Linked DNA regions of Rattus norvegicus: region 1 is linked to region 2. Evidence: chromatin contacts called from public Hi-C data. All regions are on one chromosome and are shown on one strand. Each heading gives the region's core, a stretch centred on a gene start, on an enhancer-like site or on the middle of the called end of the contact. The rest is flanking DNA. Distances are from core to core; before and after follow the strand shown.

The links. A called contact is a pair of places that touch in the nucleus more often than the background predicts.
Region 1: a contact with region 2 is called in a Hi-C map of mammary epithelial cells, with 2.0 times the contacts expected there. The contact joins two enhancer-like sites. A contact is called at or near these places in 7 of 12 Hi-C or Micro-C datasets (the A7r5 cell line, the Rat2 cell line, Schwann cells and 4 more).

Annotation. Positions count from the first base shown.
Region 1 is chr10:4,679,942-4,684,331 of GRCr8, reverse strand. All of the region lies in intron 13 of Snx29 (sorting nexin 29), which reads left to right. Among named protein-coding and RNA genes, the nearest start is that of Snx29, 120 kb to the left of the region's middle. Within about 2 kb of position 2,776, at least 15 of the 93 cell types and tissues checked have an H3K27ac peak or open chromatin away from gene starts, as enhancers often do.
Region 2 is chr10:4,544,797-4,549,332 of GRCr8, reverse strand. All of the region lies in intron 15 of Snx29 (sorting nexin 29), which reads left to right. Among named protein-coding and RNA genes, the nearest start is that of Snx29, 260 kb to the left of the region's middle. Within about 2 kb of position 1,717, at least 20 of the 93 cell types and tissues checked have an H3K27ac peak or open chromatin away from gene starts, as enhancers often do.

The DNA of each region.
Region 1 (4,390 bases), core at 1,527-4,026, 130 kb before region 2:
CTTATTTTCAAGCAAGCTATAAACAACTCAAGGGATGGCTTTTTGTTCACTGATCTCTATGTTGAACTTGAGCCTATGCCTGCTCATGCTTCAACACTGAATTGCATGCTCACAGGTTAAAATTGCACACGTGCATTCTGTGGTGGAATTCTTTTTAAGGCAGTTCTTACTCTATGACCTAGTCTGGTCTTCGATTCTGATCCTCCTGCTTCAGCTTTCCCACTGTCAGGCTCAGCTAGAGGAGACTTTTGCTGTCTCTGGCTAGTTGACACTTCTTGAGAAAGTTTTTAGTTTTGTGTTTGAAAAAAATTACCTTGCAACTATAAAAGCTGTGGAACAGCCCCAAATGGGAAGGGTCCCAAATCCCACACACTCAACACAATCACTTTCTTCGTTCTTAGTTCATTAAGTCTATTTTCTAAGCTTAGTTTTACCACCATTAGTTGTGTGTTGAATTTCTGTGTTGTGTTTTATATTTTCTTGTTTTGTGCAGATTTCAGATCATGTTTTAGTAGGTCCACCCCAACCCCTGCTCCCAGCAGACAAAGGTATGTGTGACTGATAGTCCTTACATGTAAGACAAGAGGATTTCCTAAAGACACCCATTTGGGTACAATCTCTGAGTAATCCCTGGATCTCACATGGTAGAAGGGGAGAGTGAGCTCCGCACACGTGCCGTGGCACACACGTGCCGTGGCACACACGTGCTGTGGCACACATGTCTTCACACACGCACACGTAGATTACTGCTGATGAGGCATTTTATGCCAGCTGCCTTTAGGTGCACACTCACTTCACAGACTCTGTAGAGCACAGCAGCATTGGGGGAGATTACCCTGGTCTCTCAGCATCAGCACCAGTCACTGTGCACAGGGGGCGCTGTGTCTGGACACATTCTCGTTTATCACAATGCTACTTTGTCCCCTCCTAAGTTCCTAGAGGGTGTCACAAGCATACTGGTTTTCATAAAGCCACTTCTTATGAATATTTCCCCAAACGTCTTTCCTTCAGCTTGGTTCCTAGAGTACACTTGCTGTGGTTGAAGGTCTGAGCATTCCTGAAGGCTCATGATTTGTGCTACAGTTTGGATAGTTTTCTCTTGAGGGGTCATACATAGGAGACGGGGTCTGCAGTATGGTAGTGTTGGGAGACGATGTGGAACCTTGGAAGGGCCTGCTGGGAGCTCATGGAGGGAGCTGCTCCTGGAAAGGTCAAGGTAGCTTTGTAGAGACTCCCTTCCAGCTCTGTTTCTCCTGACTCTGGCAGCAGGAAGCTACCCCTAACCGTTGACGTGCTTGCTTTAGGATATGGTTTCCTAACCAGGTAATGCACATCTGTAATGCCTAGCCTAGAGGCTCAGGTAGGAAGGCTGCAAATTCTAGGCTGGCCTGGACTATCTAGTAGGTTAGATCTACCCTGGGCTATGTGGCAAGATCTCTCTGGAAACAACAAAACCAAAAACCAGGATGGAATAGTTAATGATTGAAAGCAGTTTCTGTGTCATCTCAGCACTGTATTGCGGTAGTGCAGAGCAAATGAAGACAATCTCTTTGTAGTAAAGAGTCTGTCTATACCCACACTCTCAGAGCAGGCTGTCACAGTGTTTGCAGTCTTTCCCAGCCATGTGAGTACTGAGTCCACATCCACTTTCATGAGATGGTAGTGACTGCTGTAAGTAAGATCCTTGTGTCTGTCGCAGTTCTCCGTCCCTCTGTTTCCTTTCTGTGTAATCTCTGGAGTAGGATCCCATAGTCATGGCATGATGGTTGTAGTGGAGCAAGCTATCTGCCTTTCTTAGGTCACTAAGTAGGACACGCTCACTACGGCCAGTGCTGGTTCACCTCTGCTTGACTCCTGCTCTTGGGTCTTAGAAGGTGGAGTTCGGTTAGATTCCCTCTGAGGGAGGAAGGTGGAGGGGCCAAACGCTTGAACGTTGCCTCTTGACCTGAAAATGTGCACGTTCCCTCTCTAACAAAAGGAGCAGTGAGATTCTCTTGAAGCTGAGAGTCAGTGTGGGCTTTCCTGGTACTTCTCCAAGGGAAGTGATGGAGCACAGCGGTGGGACGGCGGGCATGAACGCCTTAGGCACTGTTCAAGCAATCTCAGGCAGTGGAGAAAGCCACGCATTGTTTGTCTGCTGACTCTAAATCGTCTTCTTAGACTCAGGCTTTGTTGAGGAACTGGATTTCCGGAGGAATGAGCAGGATGCTGTATTTGTGTGAGTGTCTGCCTTTGCAAGTATGTTATATACGTGAGCAGCAGACCTGTCAGTACCCACTGCAGGTGTTCCCCACAAAAGTTGAACCACCTTCTCTGCAGTTCATCAAAATATGAGAAGCCTGCAGCTGTTCAGGAGGAGTTGGGGATTGTATCTCAAATGTCTCTTTTCCACACCAAAGTGCAGAAGCAGGAGGAGATAAAGTCACCAGAACCAGGAGATACAAGCAAGCCCTCATTGACAGGTTATGCCCCTTATGCCTGTGGGGGTGGGGTGGGGGCGTGGTCACTGTTCACTAGTGTTTCATCTGGCTGCCTTTCCTAACGGGAGGTAGTGGAGATGAGAGGACAGAATTAAATTTACAGAGCAGCATGGAGGGAGAACAGAGAGCCCTAAGGAGGTGACCCATTGGGAGAGATGTTGCTGTTGGGGAAACAGTGAGAATGAGAAGCTGGAGCTCCTTCCTCTGCCCTGAAAGAAGGCAGCATATGCAACTTGCTTATTCACAGAAAGTAATTTTCAAATCTTTCTAGTACAGTTCGGCTCACAAGGTGGCAATTTCTGTGTCACTGACATGAAACCTAGGTCTTAAATATAGTCACTGAAGGCAGTGACAGTGGCAGTATGACATCACTGCCAAGCCGCTTCTTGTTATTTTGGAGACCAAGAGTGAGCAACAGGAAGCTTGGCAGAGGGGAGATATTTTTGGCCACAGCAGCCATGTGGTTTAAAGAGAGACAACTGTCAGGTCTGGTGGCTCTGGAAGTTTTGCAGACTTTGTGTGCTGCAAAGTTTGCATTCACGGGTTTGCATAAAGGGGATCTGAGTCTCAGACACACTAGCCTTGGTTCTACCACCAGCAGATGAACTTTTCTTCAGATGCCATTTTCTTTAGACGATGCAAACTTAACCTCACTGAATGCTCGCTCCAAGGTGAAAATCCCAGAAAGTTGCCTGCTGGGCTTTAAAAATCCCAATGAACCATTTGGAAATGATAAGGTGTGTGTACGTGTATGTGTGTGTGGGGGTGGTGGTGGTGGTGCAGGGACTAGATGGTCCAGCAGGTAAAAGTGCTTATAGCTAAGCCTGATGACCTGAGTCTGATCCTTGGGACACAGATGGTGGACGGAGAGAAGTGACCCCTCAGTTGTCCTCTGACTGTTGGAAATAAGATAATATGTTCTAGAGACTAGTAGAAGTGAGTCAGTTTTAAACTACACGTCTGCAGAAATGGATAAGACAGAGAAAAGGCAAACATGGCGGGTGTACTGAGGGGGCTCAAGATGATGGCATTAATGTTCCCATGTCTCATTTCCTGTCCTCTCCTTCCATAGGCTGTGGCCTCTTCCCTTCTATTGCTGTAGGACACAGAGCCTTAGCTAAGGAATAACCTGGGGTCTGAGATGCCATATTTTTTCCTTCACCTTTCCAGTTCCCAGAGGACTGTGGCAGCATCAGCTGGGGGAGAGGGGCCCAGCACTTCCTGCTGTCTATAACTTAGGGATTTTAAGTTCACCTTATACTGCAAATGCAATCTAGTTCTTAAAAGACCTCCACATGTGCTCTATGGCACATGCATGTGTGCAGGTACACACACACACTACACATAAAATAATAAGTGTAATTTTAACAAAACTCACACAGAGCTGGGCATGAGGTAACTGAGATAGGAGGATTCTGAATTCGAGGCAAGCCTAGGCTATCGAGGAGACTCTGTCTCAGAAAACCAAGGACTGTGAAGAGTGCTTGTCCTACATGTAGGAGGCAGTGGCCTGCAGTGTGGAGAAGCTTTGCCCCAGAACCCAGCTTGCTGGGTTCCTTGTGATAGGAAAAAGGAGTCCTTTCGTGTGCACAGAGTGCTCAGAAACTCTCACGAGGCAATTTCCTTTTCCAGGTTGTCTGGGAAGGGCCTCTCCTGTACCCTTGGTTTTCCTCACTGTTTCTTTGTCTTTCAAACCCCACAGAGCAGTGCCTCCTCCCAGTGTTTTCATGATGCTCTTTTTGTTTTGTGTGGCATTTTTCATTTTGTACGTTTCTACCTTTGTGTTCACACTTCAGTCTGGTCAGGGCCTTGTCTCATTTGGTCACTGATGTGTCTGCTCAAGGCAGGATGCCCCATGGGCACCAGGATGCAGGAGGGCTTCGTTGAATGAGTTAACCTCTGAATATTTG
Region 2 (4,536 bases), core at 468-2,967:
CAGAAGAGGAGGTGATGAAGATGATGGTACTGTGCTAGAGAAAAAGGGTAATGGCAGGTGATGGTGGTGATGGTGGTGATGGAGGTGGAGGTGATGGTGTTGATGGAGGAGGAGGTGATGGTGTTGATGGAGGAGGAGTGATGGTGTTGATGGAGGAGGAGGTGATGGTGATGATGGAGGAGGAGGTGATGGTGTTGATGGAGGAGGAGGTGATGGTGTTGATGGAGGAGGAGGTGATGGTGTTGATGGAGGAGGAGGTGATGGTGATGATGGAGGAGGAGGTGATGGTGATGATGGAGGAGGAGGTGATGGTGTTGATGGAGGAGGAGGTGATGGTGATGATGGAGGAGGAGTGATGGTGTTGATGGAGGAGGAGGTGATGGTGTTGATGGAGGAGGAGGTAATGGTGTTGATGGAGGAGGAGGTGATGGTGTTGATGGAGGAGGAGGTGATGGTGTTGATGGAGGAGGAGGTGATGGTGTTGATGGAGGAGGAGGTGATGGTGTTGATGGAGGAGGAGGTGATGGTGATGATGGAGGAGGAGGTGATGGTGATGATGGAGGAGGAGGTGATGGTGTTGATGGAGGAGGAGGTGATGGTGATGATGGAGGTGGAGGTGATGGTGGTGATGGAGGAGGAGGTGATGGTGGTAATGGTGATGATGGAGGTGGAGGTGATGGTGGTGATGGAGGAGGAGGTGATGGTGGTGATGGTGGTGATAGGGGTGATGGAGATGAGATGGAAGAGGAGGTGATGGTGGCAGGAAATGGAGATGAAGCGAGAAGTCAGTGGTAGGTGATGGTGCTGGGGTAATAGAGGTTGGGGAGGTTGGGAGTTAGGGTAACACGAGGTAGAGGATGAGGTCATAAAGCAGGAAATGGTGGGGATCATAGTGATGTGGTGATGGAGGGGACGGTGTCAGGGCTGATGCAGAAGGCTGCGGGAAGGTAGCCATGCTGGTTTCAGTACTTGCAGAGTATGTATTTCTGTGGGGACGGCTGTCATGTACTACTGTCTCCTTTAGTCCTCAGGCTGATCTGATCAGAGTGAGCATCATTTAGTGATTGCCGCTTTTATAGATAGGAAGCAAAGGAATGAAGAATAGAAAGTACACTCTGCAGAGGTGGGAGTGGGGTCTGGGGAGATGGCTCAGTGCACAAAGTGCCTACTTTACAAGCGTCAGCAGCTGAGCTTGGCCCCTCAACATCTGCGCAAAAGCTGGGCATAGCAGCATGTGTGTGTTGCCGTCACTGAGGAAGAGCGTGACAGAGACAGGAGCCTGCTTTTGCCCAGCCAGCCTAGCTGAATTGATATGGTCTGGGTTTAGTACACAGAGCTCCTATGTCAAAAACCTAAGGCAGAGAGTCTTAGTGGAAGAGACTTGGCATGCATATGAGGACTCCGTATGTATATATGTGTGTGCACATTCCCACATGAACAGATATACACACACACACACGAGCGACAGAGAGGCATTTACAAGACAGGAGTGAGAAGGCACCTTTTCACTGGAATTAGAGCTGGAATTAGAGTCCCTACCTTTATGCCAGGAGCTTCAGTTTTGATACCCTGCCCCCTTAGACACCTTTGCTGATCTCCAGCTGGATGGCTGTGATGTCCTAACAGGGTCTAAATTTCATCTGCCCTGCCATCACGTGTGCCACTGTGGCTGCCACTGGGGCTGCTCGTGTCCACTCCACTCATGCATCCTGATGACTCACATGGCAGGGCCAGGGAACCGGAGGGCACAGCTTCCTCTTTCAGCTCAGCCTTACTTATTACTGCTGGGGGGGGGGGGGGCGCATATTTGTGCTGCCCTAAAAGCTTTCGTTTTTAAAGGAGCCATGTTTTTTATTTGAAACTTTAGTTTTGAATTGTTAGCAAACTGATTTTAATTCAGAAAAAAAAATGATCTTGTGATTCCAACTTTGTTCAGTTGCTCCAGTCAGTCTGCTGGCTGCTCAGGTGCTGCTGCCTCTGGTTTAGTTGCCATATTGCCTGTGGGTGTTTACAAACACATATCTCCCACATGCCTGGTGCCTTCAGACGTCACAAGAGGGCGTCGGGTTTCCTGGGACTGCGTTACAGATGGCTGTGTGCTGGAGCTGATTCCCAGCCTCTTGGACGGTGCCTCCTGCAGTTCAAGTGGACCACCCCAGTGCCTCGCCAGTCTCCTAGGTGCCGCTTAGTCTGACCGTGACAATTAAGATCCCAGGGTGCCTCGCCAGTCTCCTAGGTGCCGCTTAGTCTGACTGTGACAATTAAGATCCCAGGGTGCCTCGCCAGTCTCCTAGGTGCCGCTTAGTCTGACCGTTACAATTAAGATCCCACCATCACATTTTCTTTACTTCAAAGTTTGTGATTTCTTATCATAATTTTTGACTTTCAGTTTTATTTTCTCAAGGTGCTCTATGAAATGTTACCTTCAGCAGCCCTCTTCCTGGTTCTAGCTGTTTTCCTGACTTGCCTTTGACATAGGACTCACTTGCTCTGAGAACCATTGCTGTTCTGGGGCAGGGACAGCCTTTTCGTTATTTTCCCTAGGCTTCAAACAGGAAAGGACAACATCCCCACCTAACAAAGTGAGGTCACTTGTCCCTTTAGTCTGTCACAGCAGGGTATTGGCAGCTGTAACCTGCTCAAATGTGAAGCAGACTTTTTGAATGTATTTCATAGTTTGCTGGATTAGCAGAGTCTTGGACCGAAGAGTATTACACAGGCCTTGAAATCCCTGCTCTGTTCCAGCTGATGCTGAGGTGGCAATGTCCTGAGAGACTGCTCCACACTTCTGCCTTTGCAGAAGGGATTGAAGGCAACGTCCAATCCAGCATCCAAAGTGTAAGGGTGATAGCTGTCTTGGGCCACTGTAAGGCATGTCCTCTGGGGACAAGTGCAAGGGTTCCACATGGCTTCCCCATCACTCTGCAGATCCTTCCCAAAAGTTCCTTTCTTCAAATGAAAATAAAGAAGGGCAGACTTGATGGGTGAGCTCCCCACTAGGCTCACTGCAAGTACTGGCCACGTTATGGACAGAGATTGTCTCTGTGCTCATCAAAGCTTTGGGGTGAGAGAGCCATGGACACCCAGGGATATCTCTGGGACTGCTTGTCCCCTCAGTGGACTGCAGAGTTGTATCAAAGCACAGCATAACACTGGGTAAGATTGGAGTTGTGGCTCTGGTCCTAGCACAGAGGAGTTCCCAGTCAGGTCCTTCTCTTCTCTTCAGCCTTCTGCTCCTGCAGCGGATGGCAGGCAGTCTCTTCTGAAGATGGGTTTCCTAGGAGAGCTCTGTAAGGAGGAGGGGGTCAAGGAAAAGGGACCCAGGTCATGCCAAGTCCACCTTTCCTCATTCAGTTTGCAGCAGCATACTGCCACAAGAGGTGATGCCAACTAAGTGTTGTCTGAAGGCTGAGGGATTGTCTACACCATGTGCCTGGCAGGGCACAGCCTGGGGTGCAGGTTGGTGTTGAGGTCAGACGGGGTCCTTCACTATAACACATGGTGTGGGTTCTGACATCATGGCTGGTTCAGGGAGCAGGGGGATTCCCACCACGTGTGTTGTGAGTGTTGAGTGTACAGTGAGCACATGAGGTCTTTGCTTATAAGGCCTGCTCTGCAGTGTTTTCTTGTCCTCTCCCCCTGGTCTGGTACGGAGCCTCAGAGCTTATAAGTGTATAAACATTTGCTGTGAAAGCGTTGAGATCAAGAAGGGGTGTGGAGTTTGTCAGTGGTAGAATGTGGGGGACATGTGGCACCCTGCATAGTCTTGCATCTTGGAAACCTAGAGGATTCTGCAAATGTCTCAAGGTCAGTGTGAGCAGTGTTCTCTGCCAGAGGCCTCTTGTCAGAGCATGGGTCTAGTTGCTATGCGCTGACATGTCTGTTGACAGTTGAAGAAGTGGCACTGTGCCCCACCAGCCAGCAAAGTGCTGCCACCCTGAGATTCTCTCATGATGACCCTCACTTCCTCCATGACCGTGGGCTCCTGGACCAGCGGCTGCCTCTGCTCGGAGTGTTGCTTACTTGGTTTTACAGTCACTTACCTCAGCAACTACCTCGCTGTGGTGATGCCCTGTAGCATGTCCCGGTGTTTCTGTTCCCATCAGTTTGCGTTCTTCCAAGCTACTTGCTCAGGACGGCTTCTGTGACCTGCATCTGCTGCTGTGTGTTACTGTGGTTGGTCACTGTTTCAATCATTTCCCTTCAGTGGCATACAGGGCATTCCCAGGGTCATTCCAGGGTTTGAGAAGTGTGTGAGCCGAACCCTCTTACGGGGATCAGCTCTGCATCCAGCTCCCTCGGGGTAGGTGACATAGCTCAGCACTCACTGAGCCCTTACAGAAACCAACATTAGTGTTCAAAGCAGACCTACTGGGTACCTGATGCTGTCAATGCTGCTTCATGTTGTTGGCTTACTCTATGAGTGCTTGGTGATACCTACTGTGTGCTGGTCACTGCTCTGGGGGCCTGGCATAAACAGCAGTCATAAAAACACATTGGATCCTTGGGGAGATGGAGGTGGCTGCAGTGCCTTTG